2 separate regions of the Gossypium raimondii genome follow, and region 2 is linked to region 1. A link is a contact called in public Hi-C data. All regions are on one chromosome and are shown on one strand. Each heading gives the region's core, a stretch centred on a gene start, on an enhancer-like site or on the middle of the called end of the contact. The rest is flanking DNA. Distances are from core to core; before and after follow the strand shown. Region 1 holds the start of LOC105763715 (cytochrome b5 domain-containing protein RLF). Region 2 holds the start of LOC105763725 (vesicle-associated protein 1-2).

Region 1 (5,822 bases), core at 835-3,334:
ATCAACAGACTTATCAAACTGTCTGAGCAAGTAAAATTTTCCATAAAGTTCAACAGCATAAGCTGCTGGTAGAAACTGTATCTGCATCTTCCCTTTCATGTAAACCCAAGAACCAATTTTTTGCTGTCCTTGACATGATCATACTCTCTTCCACCATTGCAGTACAACGCCATTTAATTTCAGCTTCACAAATAGAAGCTTTCTAGGTTCAGCCACGGGTTTCCACTCAAAATAATGTTCTACCATGGCTTCCCAATCCACATATTCTTCAACATGTAATGTCCCATGGAAATGATCCAGTAGAGTATTTATTCTAGAACTCTTACTACTTAGAGTCTTATACTGATAAAATACCATACTCAAATAAAATAACAGAAAAACAAACTTTAAATAATTAAACTAATATGGCACTCCTGCATCAGATGCGTTCACTGAAAACCAAATCCAGAAAACTAAAAATAAGAAGGAATATTCTTTTCAAATTATAGAGTTCATAGGAAGATAAACCTTCAGATAAATGCCACATATCCCTATACTGCAAAAACTAGAAGCTGACTAGAATAGAAGATAGACTTCCAACAAATAATAAATAAGAATGCCTTAGAGAAAACTGCAGATTATCTACTCGGGCCAGATAAATCTAACACAGATTTATCAAAGAATAGAGTGTTCATTCTGTCAAAGGTTAAAACTTCCACAATTGAAAAACCACGTACGTACCTCCAGGGTGAAACTTCATGTATGGAGATATATTGTAGACACGTCCTTTCAGAACAGTCCACATGGAACCTTCTTTTTGATTTTGCTTAACTTCACTCATTGAAACAAGCCTCCTATTTGACTGCCCTTTCAATCCTGAAACACAATTTTTGGTGAAACATAGAAGAAACATGCAGTTGGCATTACATTTTGAAGAGTTAAATGAGAGGGGAACGTCCTAGGAAATGTTTCGCATCATACCTGCAAGGTCAGGATGCGTTTGAGTAAGCTTAAGCCAGTCCATTTGACTATATCCCTTCTCAAAAGGAACCTTGGTCCGAGGTGCAGACTTTCTGGTAGAACTTCTTGCTTTTTCTGACTTCATTGCTGGAGCACCCGCATCTACAGATGCTACTTGTCTTGATGATTCACCTGATGATTTCAAACATGAAGCATCAATAACATTGAAAGTCAAAGAACCAACAGTAGCCTGATCTACAAAGGTAGCATTATTTGGATGTTTATCTTTCCAGGGAAAACCACCATTCTTACTACTATCGCTGCAGTTTGAGGATCGTCTTTAATGGCAATACCTGATGATTTCAAACATGAAGCATCAATAACATTGAAAGTCAAAGAACCAACAGTAGCCTGATCTACAAAGGTGGCATTATTTGGATGTTTATCTTTCCAGGGAAAACCACCATTCTTGCTACTATCGCTGCAGTTTGAGGTTTCGTCTTTAATGGCAATACCACCAATATCAGCTGCAAGATTCTTTTCCTCCACACCATTTTGATCAGTCGGTAACCCAACCTAAACCAGAAACCATATATTTAACTATTCTTACAAAAAAATGATAATATCCGGCACTCAAGTTTATATCGGGAGTAAAAAAGAACAACACATCTTATTCTTGATACATTACGTCAATACACCAAATGAAAAGATGTACTTTAAGGTCATGAAAATTATAGAATTTAACTTGCCTTACAAAAGGTGAAATCATCATTGCTGTTGTTGTCCATGCTATGAGGGGGGACTAAGATTTACAAAATCAAGTCAGGCAACAGTTCCTCTCAAGTGATACAATTACAGCAGCTCTTAGACCATCTGCAATTTCAAAATCAGAAAGATTTCAGAAAACGATGATATAAGAATGCCATTAATCAAGGAAATAAGGACAAATTACAAACTAAAATATTAGAATCTGTTGCTCGGACTCGCCCGAACGAAGGCAACACCCTTGTCGACGCGGCTAAGGACACAGGAGATGTGGCCGATCCGAAGAAAAGCACTGGAAAAGAAGAAAAAGTACGAGAGGGTGGAAAAAGAGGGAAATAAAAACCCGCCGCTGGAAAGAAAAGAAACTAGGGCACAGATGCATGCATGGGCTAAGGGTTTATGGGCTTTAGTCTGGGTTTTTTTAAATTTAATTAAAGTTTTATTTAGATCTTAGTTGAATAATAAGACATTATTTCAAAATAAATGTAAATTAATCAATATGTTTAATAAATTTTTATTTATAATGTGAAATTTACCAACTATTCTTATTTTTATTTATGGATCATAATACTATGTTAAATTTGAATTTAATGTTCTAAAATCTAAAAAGAAATAAAAGAATGTTATAAAATAAAATGATAAAGAACAAAAAAGAAATATGTATTTAGTCACCAATAGGAATATTTATAATACTTCTCTAAAACTTATATTTATAAATATAAGTAGTAAACGAAATCAAATTCGCTCCTAACGGATATTAAAGTCCTAAGTACATCAAGCTTCTTATCCTAAAAGACATACACTTTATAATAATAAAATATTTATAACACTCCCCTTAAATGTTTATTTATAGATAACATGCCTCGTTACAATTTTATTAAGATAAAATCATGTTGGAAAAATTCTTAGTAAAAAAAAGAGTACACATATCTATAATATGGATAACATGCTACCTCATTAAAAGTCTTATCAAGAAAATTGACAAAACCTCAATTAAATGAAAGATAGTACATGTATTTACTCCTTCTCATGACAACATCACATGATATCACATATTCTACATATTTCAATATTGAATATATTAAATTTGCAAACGATCATTTGAAGAGATTTAATAAATGTTTATATCATCATTCTTCTAAAAGTCATAAGTGAGAAATAATCATAGCAAACTTTCATTATGATCCTTCTATAAAACACATATGTTTAAATAATTTTAAACCATATAAATATTTACACAAACATATTGAACAATTTTCCAAAAATTATATATGCTTCTAGTATTCTAAATCCTTTATGGATTTTAATATAAACTTTACTATATAGTGATTCATCTAAAATTTATAACAACAATCATAAGTCGCATATCAAATCTTTCATTAACTACCACACTAATAAGATATTTACAAGTTATTACATTCAACACAAAAGAAAATATTTTCATAAACAATGCTAAGACTTAACAAAAACTTATTTTTTTATTTCATTTTCACAAAACTTACTCATTTGTATCCCGTTAGTTTTATACGTTTAGATGTATGGACTCTTGGTCCAAAAACTTCCTCAATTTAATTTTACTTGAATTGTGTATTTCTATTTTAGTCAATCTATTCCATGTCTATATTTATCGACAAATTTATTCAAGATCCACATTTCCTTTCATTCTTTCAACATTGCAAAACTATTGTCAACAACTATTCATTTCGGTTCCAAATTTTTTATTAACATAACTTACTAAGATCTCTTCATTTTCATTATTTTTATCTCCAAGTGTCACACTTGGAAGCGTTAAATAGTAAGTATAACAATAATTCTGGATATCTAATTATAAAGCTTTCTGTTTAAGAGGACCTTAGTGTAATTATGTGAATCTTGTTAACTGAATTTTTTTAGTGGGAAACATTATGACGAGGAACATTAATTTTAATTCTGACGAATTAGTTTTGGTGAATGAGTGTAAGAAGGTTATATAGGAGATGAATGTCATTCTCCTTAAAGTAGTCTCTCATTTTTGTATTCATTATCTTTCTTCTATCTTCTTCTTTGGTTATTTGGTAAGAGAGACAAGTTAATGAGCAATCTGCATGGGGGGAGAAATTAACATATTAGCTTATGAAATTGAGAATTTAGTAAACTAGTAATCTTTTAACTCTTCTATATATTTTGATTGAGGAAAAGAGGGAGAAAATTAAGGATTTCAATTAATTCATTAAATTTGTATTATGATGATTAAGGTCATAGTTAGCCTTTAAAGTTTCTTTGCATGCAAATGAATCATGGTTTTCTTTACATGTGTATGCCTTTGTTTTGATTCTGATATGGTCAAGCTTAGGTAACTAAGAAAGAGGAGGCTCAAGCAATAAGGGCAAAATTAAGCAGATCTAGTCGGTATTAGCTTTTAGGTATTTTGTTGGTGAGTTTCTGAACTCAAATCCTCAGTGTTTTTTATGTATATCAGTACTGTGTTGTTGTGGTATGTTTGATTTCATGTTCTGCTAATGATGAGGAGATGAATTATTATGAGATGTTTTTTGTGCTATTAAAGCATGCAAAGTGTTGATTTACAAATGCATGTATGGTTGAATATATAAGTTTTTTTTTGATGAACTGTTACTGGTAAAGTAATTACTGAAGGGGTTATCATTAATATGGTCCGATAGAAGATATGTTTAGTATGATCTATGTTGTGTTATTCACAGTATGTTTAGTTGAATGCTTGCTATATGTCAATCATGAAAATGAATGGTATGTGAAGTATGGAGGGATGTAATGGCAGATGAAAGATGAAATGTCATGTTGTGCACTCTATGCCACATGTTAATTGGTTTTACGGAGGTTCGGGTGGGTTGTACGAAGAATGTATACGCATGATATTTGGCTTTGTGAATGATCGATTGGATTGTATGAAGATATATGCGCGCATGTATATGATAACCTTATGTGGATTCTTTCAAGTATAAGACCATGCAGAGTCTAAGGCTTAAACCTCATGTATGTGAGTAAGCTCCATGGCCATGGGCACACGCAAGATAAGACAGTCCGCTGGACTTATCTCATGTTTCAAGTTACGACAAGTCGCTGAACTTATTCTCAAAGCTTCATGACAAATTTATACGTGGAATTCCACCATGCGAAGTCCACGAAATAGTTTGCATATAAGAATCCATATCTATATGGATCCGCATGTATGAGTCTACCACATATGAGTCTGCATTCATGGATTTTCTATCTGAATTCGTATGTATGGAAGTCCGCTAGATTATCTTATGAATCAAACCATGGCAGTTTGCTGATCTTATATTCATATTTCAAGTTTTAAGAGTTCAAGGAGACTATCTTTCACAAAAGTCAATATGGACTATATTTCAAGCAAGAGATCGTATAGGCTTGTCCTTATGTTCAAGCTATAAGAGTTCGTATAAATTATTTTTCTCAAGCCAAAATCTGTAGGGATCTTCTTTCATGTAGGAGTCTGCCAAGGACTATCTTTACATCGAGAGTCCGCTATGACTATCCGCCAAACAAGAGTCTAGCATTGACTATCATTTACAAATGAGTTCGTGAGTATGAACCCGCATATATGAACTATGATTATGATTCTGTATATAAAGGTTCGCAAGTATGGTCTGTAAGTATGTTTTCGCCAAGCTCGAGTCCACGTATATAAGACTTTATGTGTAAATTCGCATGTAAAAATTCTCCAAGTGTGGATTTTCATGCATGAATTTTCTAGAAACAATCTATCATACATTAATCCACAATGATAGTAAATTACTAAGGTTGTCACACCCTATATTTTATTTATTTATTTATTTATTTGCGCTAGTTCATGACACAATGGATTTAATAGCCTAGTGGTTAAGTGTGTGAATTTATTCTAAGTGGTGCCAAGTTCAAACCCCCATAATCTCATCTTTTTAATTAAAATTTTGACAACTTAGGCTAGTGTGAACACCTTTGTCGTCCAACCCACATCTTGCCATACTTGGGAAGATTCCTTCCTTGATTACAAGGTATATATTCCTTTTTTTCTCCCATTTTCACTCCCATGATCCCCTTTCCATGCCTTTGTCCCCCCAACATGCCAAATTTCCTCCCTTACCTTACCTTGGTCGACC
Region 2 (6,060 bases), core at 110-2,609, 250 kb after region 1:
TCAAATCTGGTCGAGTAAAAACTTATCTTTGCATTGCATATCAGGGGGTGCTTCCTTTTGAGCCTGCATCATAACTGATTCCATAAATTAACCAATTAAACTATGATTTCAAGATTTGAAGATGATACATGATTAACAACAAGTAATTATATATAAGTTCGAGTTTTGTGAGAGAGAGACCTGTAACGTTCCATGTAGACCAAGGCAGAACAACTCCATTGTTAGGCTTTACACAGTATTTCCTTGGGTTTGTCGTTTTGACCTGGAAAACAACATACATAAAAAAGCTTTGTTACCATAAATCGCTAGCTCCATAGAGATTTTCGGTAAAAGATTCATGGAGGCCCTTGTACTAGGAGTCAGGTTACATTTTGCTCCCTTCACTCAAAAAATGAGCAAATTAGTCCTTGTACTTTAGATCAAAGAGCAAATTATTCCTATTAAAAGTTCCATCCATTTTTACTATTAAAAACCGAACTGTGTATATAACCATGAGGTACACGTGGCATGGTTATTCCATCAATCACGTCAATGTTTTTAACAATAGAAATGAATGAAATTTTGAATAGAAAGACCAGTTTGCTCTTTATACGTCGTACAAGAACTAATTTGCCCATTTTCCGAGTAAAGAAAGCAAAATTCGATCTGACTCATAGTATATACTCTATAATACTTTTACTAGCAATTTTCGAATTGGTACGCATGTTTCAAAACAAATAACACTAGCAATCCTACTTTATTATAAAATTATTGAGTAAAACAAATAATTCACAAACTCCAGAATTTATATATATATCTATATATAGAATTATGTATTTACATAAACAAAAAACAATACATATATGATCAAAAATTAAGTTTAATAAATCGAATATAAAACCAGATAATCTTATTTACAGCAAAATCCCATATTAATTTACTCACAGGAGATTTAAGAAATAGCTTAATTTTACCTTAAAAGCCACATAATTGTTGGTCTTGTTGGACAGATTTAAAGAACATGAAATCTGCTTTTTCAAGTCAACTAAATTCAAGAACAAAAATTGTTAAAATTTTCGAAAAAAGCAGTGGAAACGATGAAGATATGGATCTGTAAAGCAACAAAAAAAGTTAATTTTGTAAAGCTTTGAAAGATGCTTACAGGGAAATTGAAGCTCTTGAGGATCGATGCTGAGAAGTTCGCCGGTGGTCATCTTAGTGAGAGGGTCGCCGGAGATATGAACTATTGGCGGAGGGTTTGGGTCTACGGCGTGAGAGGATTAGAGGTGGAGATTAAGACAACGGTGAGCGGTCTTCGAGAGAGAGGTGAAAAGCAAGAAGCGTGGGACAGTGAGGTTTGACTTGTTGTGTCCGGTTCTATTTATTACTGTGGTTATGAAAATTATATGTGAACTTATTTATCAAGTTTATGAACCAAAAATAACATATTGCCTATTGATACTACTATAAAACATTTCATTCAAGTAGTAAATATTATTATAATGGCATTTCATTGTGTAAAATAATCTAATATATTTTAAATATGTACTATTATTCGGTATATTACTCATAAAAGAACCAGTTAATGAATTTAATGATTAAAATTTTAAATTTTAGAAAATATAGAGACAAAAATGATCAAATGAAAACATGGACTAAATGTAGAATAAATTAAGCACAAGCTTGAAACAAAAACGAGGTTAAATTTAAAAGATTTTTTTAAAATATATGTATCAAAATTTAAACATTTAGTGCAGTTTGCATGAATAATTTAAATTAAATACGTTAAATCTAAATTGTTCATGCAATATATAGATGTGTTTGAGATTTGAAGAGTGCATTTTAAATATACTCTACTTTATATCTAAACTAGCATTTAACATTCAAACTAAAGTTAGGTCGATAAAATAACCTAATCGATGTAATACCAATAAGTTGAAAACTTGAAGGTTCTAAAGTTTAAACACTAATTTAAAATTCTAACTATGCTTGAGGACCTCTATGGCAATTAACCCCAAAGAGAGAAAATTGATATAAGAAAACCTTGATTAATTATCATAAGCATATCGATATATTTATGCTAACTTTTTTTCATTCTATTACATTAAAGAAATCACATTAAAATTGACGATTAAGTATTAACTCGATTAGTGCGGGTATTGTTATCAATACAAAAAGACGTAGGTTTAAGTATGCTGAAACACATTATCTTTCTATATATGGGTAAGGGAGAGACTATGCGTAAAACATTGTATCAAAAAGAGCCATGTATAAAAAAAAATCACATTAAAATTTAATTTACTTTTGGTATAAGTAATTATATTACAAAACATTAAATGGGCAAGCGAAATGAAACATCAATGTTTGAACCTAGTCTAAATCAATTTTAACAATTTCGTCATTCAATCAAATCTGCATCATATTACAATCTCATTTGTAAAAATAAAATATATTATCTGAAACTTGGCCCTTAAATTATATCTCAATTTTCGATTAGCTTTTATTTTTGTCAAAAGTGGACTATAAACTATTAATTTTGCCCCAATTTATCTAAAACAAAATATCAGTCAATCATGACATATCACATCCTTACAAGATTTCGTAAACTTTTTAGATAAAATGAGACAAAATTGGGTAATAATATCATATAGACCATATTGTATTTTGTTCCCTTTACTCAAAAAACGTATAAATTGGTCCCTATACATTAGATCAAAGAGTAAATTGGTATTTTTTGTTAAAAACTCATCTATTTGTATTATTAAAAATTGGCGCAACTGGCAGAATAACCAAACAGTGAGACGTGGCGTGCCACGTGTACCTTATACTGATGTACAAGGACTAGCTTTTAACAGTAGAAATTGATAAAAATTTTAATAAAATGACCAGTTTACTCTTTGAGCTAACATACATGAATTAATTTGCCCATTTTTTGAATAGAGGGGTAAAATGCAACTAATAGTTTAATGACCACTTTCCGACAAGAAAACTATAAGGACCAATTCTGAAAATTAGGGTATAATATAGGGACCAATTTACAAATAAAACCCAAAATCCATAGTTTCTCAAAGAATGGGGATTGGTGAGTTGAGTTGGAAGGAGTGAATGAGATGACTGTGGGACAAGTTAAGAGGAGGCAAAGAGAAATGGTCTTTAGTAGAGCTCACTCTTCTAATTTCTTCCATGGTTAATAGTGCTGCAACAGTGTTTCTAAATATCCCTTTCACTGGCTCTGTTGCTACCATTATTGCTCCTTTTTGTTCCTTTGTTTCTTCTTTATCTTCTTCAATGGGGAATAATACTTCATCAATGGTGTTTTCGCATTCTTTAACCAGATTTGAAACGAGATCGGTCGTGAAAAATGGTTGCTTCAGCACTTTTTGGATGAAGGGCAACCGTAATAACCCACCTGTTCGCTTGTCATATTTCTTCAATATCTTTGCCAACCCTACAAATTCCCAACCATTGTTAATCAAATGAAAATGGTTAACTATTTGGGCTTTGGTTTAACTGGTTTAGGGTTGAGCCAATTCGGGTTCTAAAGTAGGGGCAAAGTCAGAATTTCATTTAGGAGATGCCTAGATTAAAGTATATGTTTTTGTAAGAGTTAAAATATAATTTTACCCTTATATTGATTATATTTTTTGGTTTTCAAAAGGATTAAATTGAAATTTTAGTATTTTTGGGGGCATACTATAATTTTACCATATTAACTTAGGATTTTATAAATTTTGCCCTACCTCCCCCCTCTCTTCACCCCTGTCCAAGGTTGTTTGAATTGGATATCAGACCGATTGGATTGGGAACCAGAAAATACATTGCTCCAGAGAAAGAGGTTGCACCAGTTAACTTGCGAACTAGTATGAACCAGTTGAACCGGGCTGAAAAATCATTTGAATCGAGATTTTTATTTTTTAAAATTTTTTTTTAAAAATTTGTTTAATCAAACTGGACCAATCAGTTAGACTGAAAATCAATAGTATGAGTGAGTCGATCACTAGTCTGGTTATAAAAATATTAATCATTTCGATTTGAGTCAAAGTCAAATTCAATTCATTTTTGGGTTAGAAATATTTTAAATTTGAGTTATTTTGAAATTTAGATAATTTCAATAGTTTTGTCTTTTAGGTTTGAGCATGGAGGAGGTAAAAGAAAAAACTAGATTCTTGAAATAGGCAAAAGGTGCGCTTTACCTTGTGGATAAATTAATTCATGTACGTCAGATTAAATAATAGATTGGTCTTTTTTGTTGAAAGTTTCATCCGTTTTTACTATTAAAAATTGACGTCATTGATAGAATAACTAAACAGTTACATGTGGCGTGCCACGAGTATCACATGCTAACATTAAAAATGGATAGAACTTTTAATAGAATGATCAGTTTGTTCTTTAATCTAACGTACATTGTCTAATTTGCCCAATTTTTTAATAAAAAGAACAAAATACAATTTGACTCCTAGTATAAAGGGCCTCCATGGTACTTTATTGGTTTTGAAATTATTAAAGTGGAGGGAATTATATGGTAAAATTATGGTTTTGGTCCCTTTGACTTATATTTGAATTTTGCATAATTTCATCATTTATTTTTATAATATCATTGATTAGTCCAAATAATGTAGTATGATGAGTTAGAATGGTTTTTTTGAAGAATAAAATTCACACCAATATTTTAGTCGGAGTAGTTAACAATAGAGGGCAAAGCAAGGGGCAACGACATTGGTCCCTTGGTTAAATTAAAAAAATTATTTTTTAGCTCCACCTAAAAATCAAACCATTCAAATTAAGTCTTTTTAGTTCTTGGTTTAATAGGAAATTACATTTTTGGTGCCTTAAAGAAATTAATAATTCAATTCAAACCTTTCTAACACGACATTTTTAGCTTTGGCCACCTCAGAATTTTATAATTGTATATCCCCCCCCCCAAAAAAAAAGAAGGAAATGCTAGTTACACATTAATTAAAAATATTAACTATTTAGATTAACTAAAGACATTATAAAAGTAAAAATAGATAGAGAAAATTATTTCAATAAAATTTTCCTTACCCAAAAAAACTAAATTAAAACATAGAGGTTAAATACAAAATTTGAATATGGTAGAAACGGGTGGTGGCAAGTGTTTTGTTCTGGTTGGGGCTGTGACACAGATAAAAATGAACGGTTGTGACTTTAGTGCAAGCAAAATAAAGAGAGACTTGAAGAGGGGAAGATTATGATTTCGAGGGGAATCTCCTCCGAATGAAAGTACTTTTATTCTACTTGTAACAATTGGCAAAGAAAAGTTTATACTTCTTTTAACAAAAACAGTTAAATTGTATTTTATTCTCTCAATTTAAAAAATAGATTTAATTAGTTTCTATATGTTTGATCGAAAAGTAATTTAGCTTTTTACATTAAAAATTTCCCCATTTATATTGTTAAAAACTGGTTTGGTCAATAAAATAATTGAACAATAACACATAGCATGTTATATAGACCTCATGCTGATGTATAATGAGTAATTTTAATAGTAAAAATAAATGAAATTTTAATAGAATGATTAGATTCCTTTTGATCTAACGTATAAGGATTAATTTACTCATTACTTGACAAAATGTAATTTAAATTTTAGTACAAAAGCTTTCATGACACTTTCGCTAAAGTCGGTAATCTTTTGCAGCTTGCTTGAAGGTTACATTAAGACTTAATCTTTCAGGGATTGATATATATAAAGGCAAATCTTTCAAAATGATTATATAACAATATTGTTCAAGTAAAAGCTAAATCTTTCAAAATGATCAATTACGGACTAAAACTCTCCAAAAATGCTCAAATAGAGACTTTTCAAATGTCATATTTTGAGTTTTAAATTATTTGATTTAAACGCATCATATTCCCTAATTTTAATTACAAATTTGACCCTTATTTGAACACTATAATTACGATTATTTTGAAAGATTAAATATTTTATGTAATTGTAAGCAAACCTCTAAATGGTTCAGCAAAGCACTAATTTGAGCATTTAGCATTAATAATATACTCTTTTCTTTTTATCGTATCATAAGCCTCTTAAATTTGTAGTCAACACCTACATATTCAACTCTT

What was found. A called contact is a pair of places that touch in the nucleus more often than the background predicts.
Region 2: a contact with region 1 is called in a Hi-C map of leaf, with 2.4 times the contacts expected there. The contact joins the promoter of LOC105763725 here to the promoter of LOC105763715 in region 1. A contact is called at or near these places in 2 of 2 Hi-C or Micro-C datasets (both in leaf).

Annotation. Positions count from the first base shown.
Region 1 is chr12:33,595,897-33,601,718 of ASM2569854v1, forward strand. LOC105763715 (cytochrome b5 domain-containing protein RLF) reads right to left here and starts at 2,085. Exons shown (of 7, transcript XM_012582042.2): 1 at 1,927-2,085; 2 at 1,689-1,812; 3 at 1,293-1,515; 4 at 961-1,131; 5 at 721-855. The coding sequence starts at 1,727.
Region 2 is chr12:33,843,488-33,849,547 of ASM2569854v1, forward strand. LOC105763725 (vesicle-associated protein 1-2) reads right to left here and starts at 1,360. Exons shown (of 6, transcript XM_012582051.2): 1 at 1,142-1,360; 2 at 954-1,024; 3 at 181-262; 4 at 1-74. The coding sequence starts at 1,193. It overlaps LOC105762129 (SPX domain-containing protein 3-like), which reads right to left and starts at 3,798. Exons shown (of 2, transcript XM_012580037.1): 1 at 3,771-3,798; 2 at 3,045-3,427. The coding sequence starts at 3,798. The coding sequence ends at 3,045. LOC105763726 reads right to left here. Exons shown (of 5, transcript XM_012582053.2): 5 at 6,059-6,060.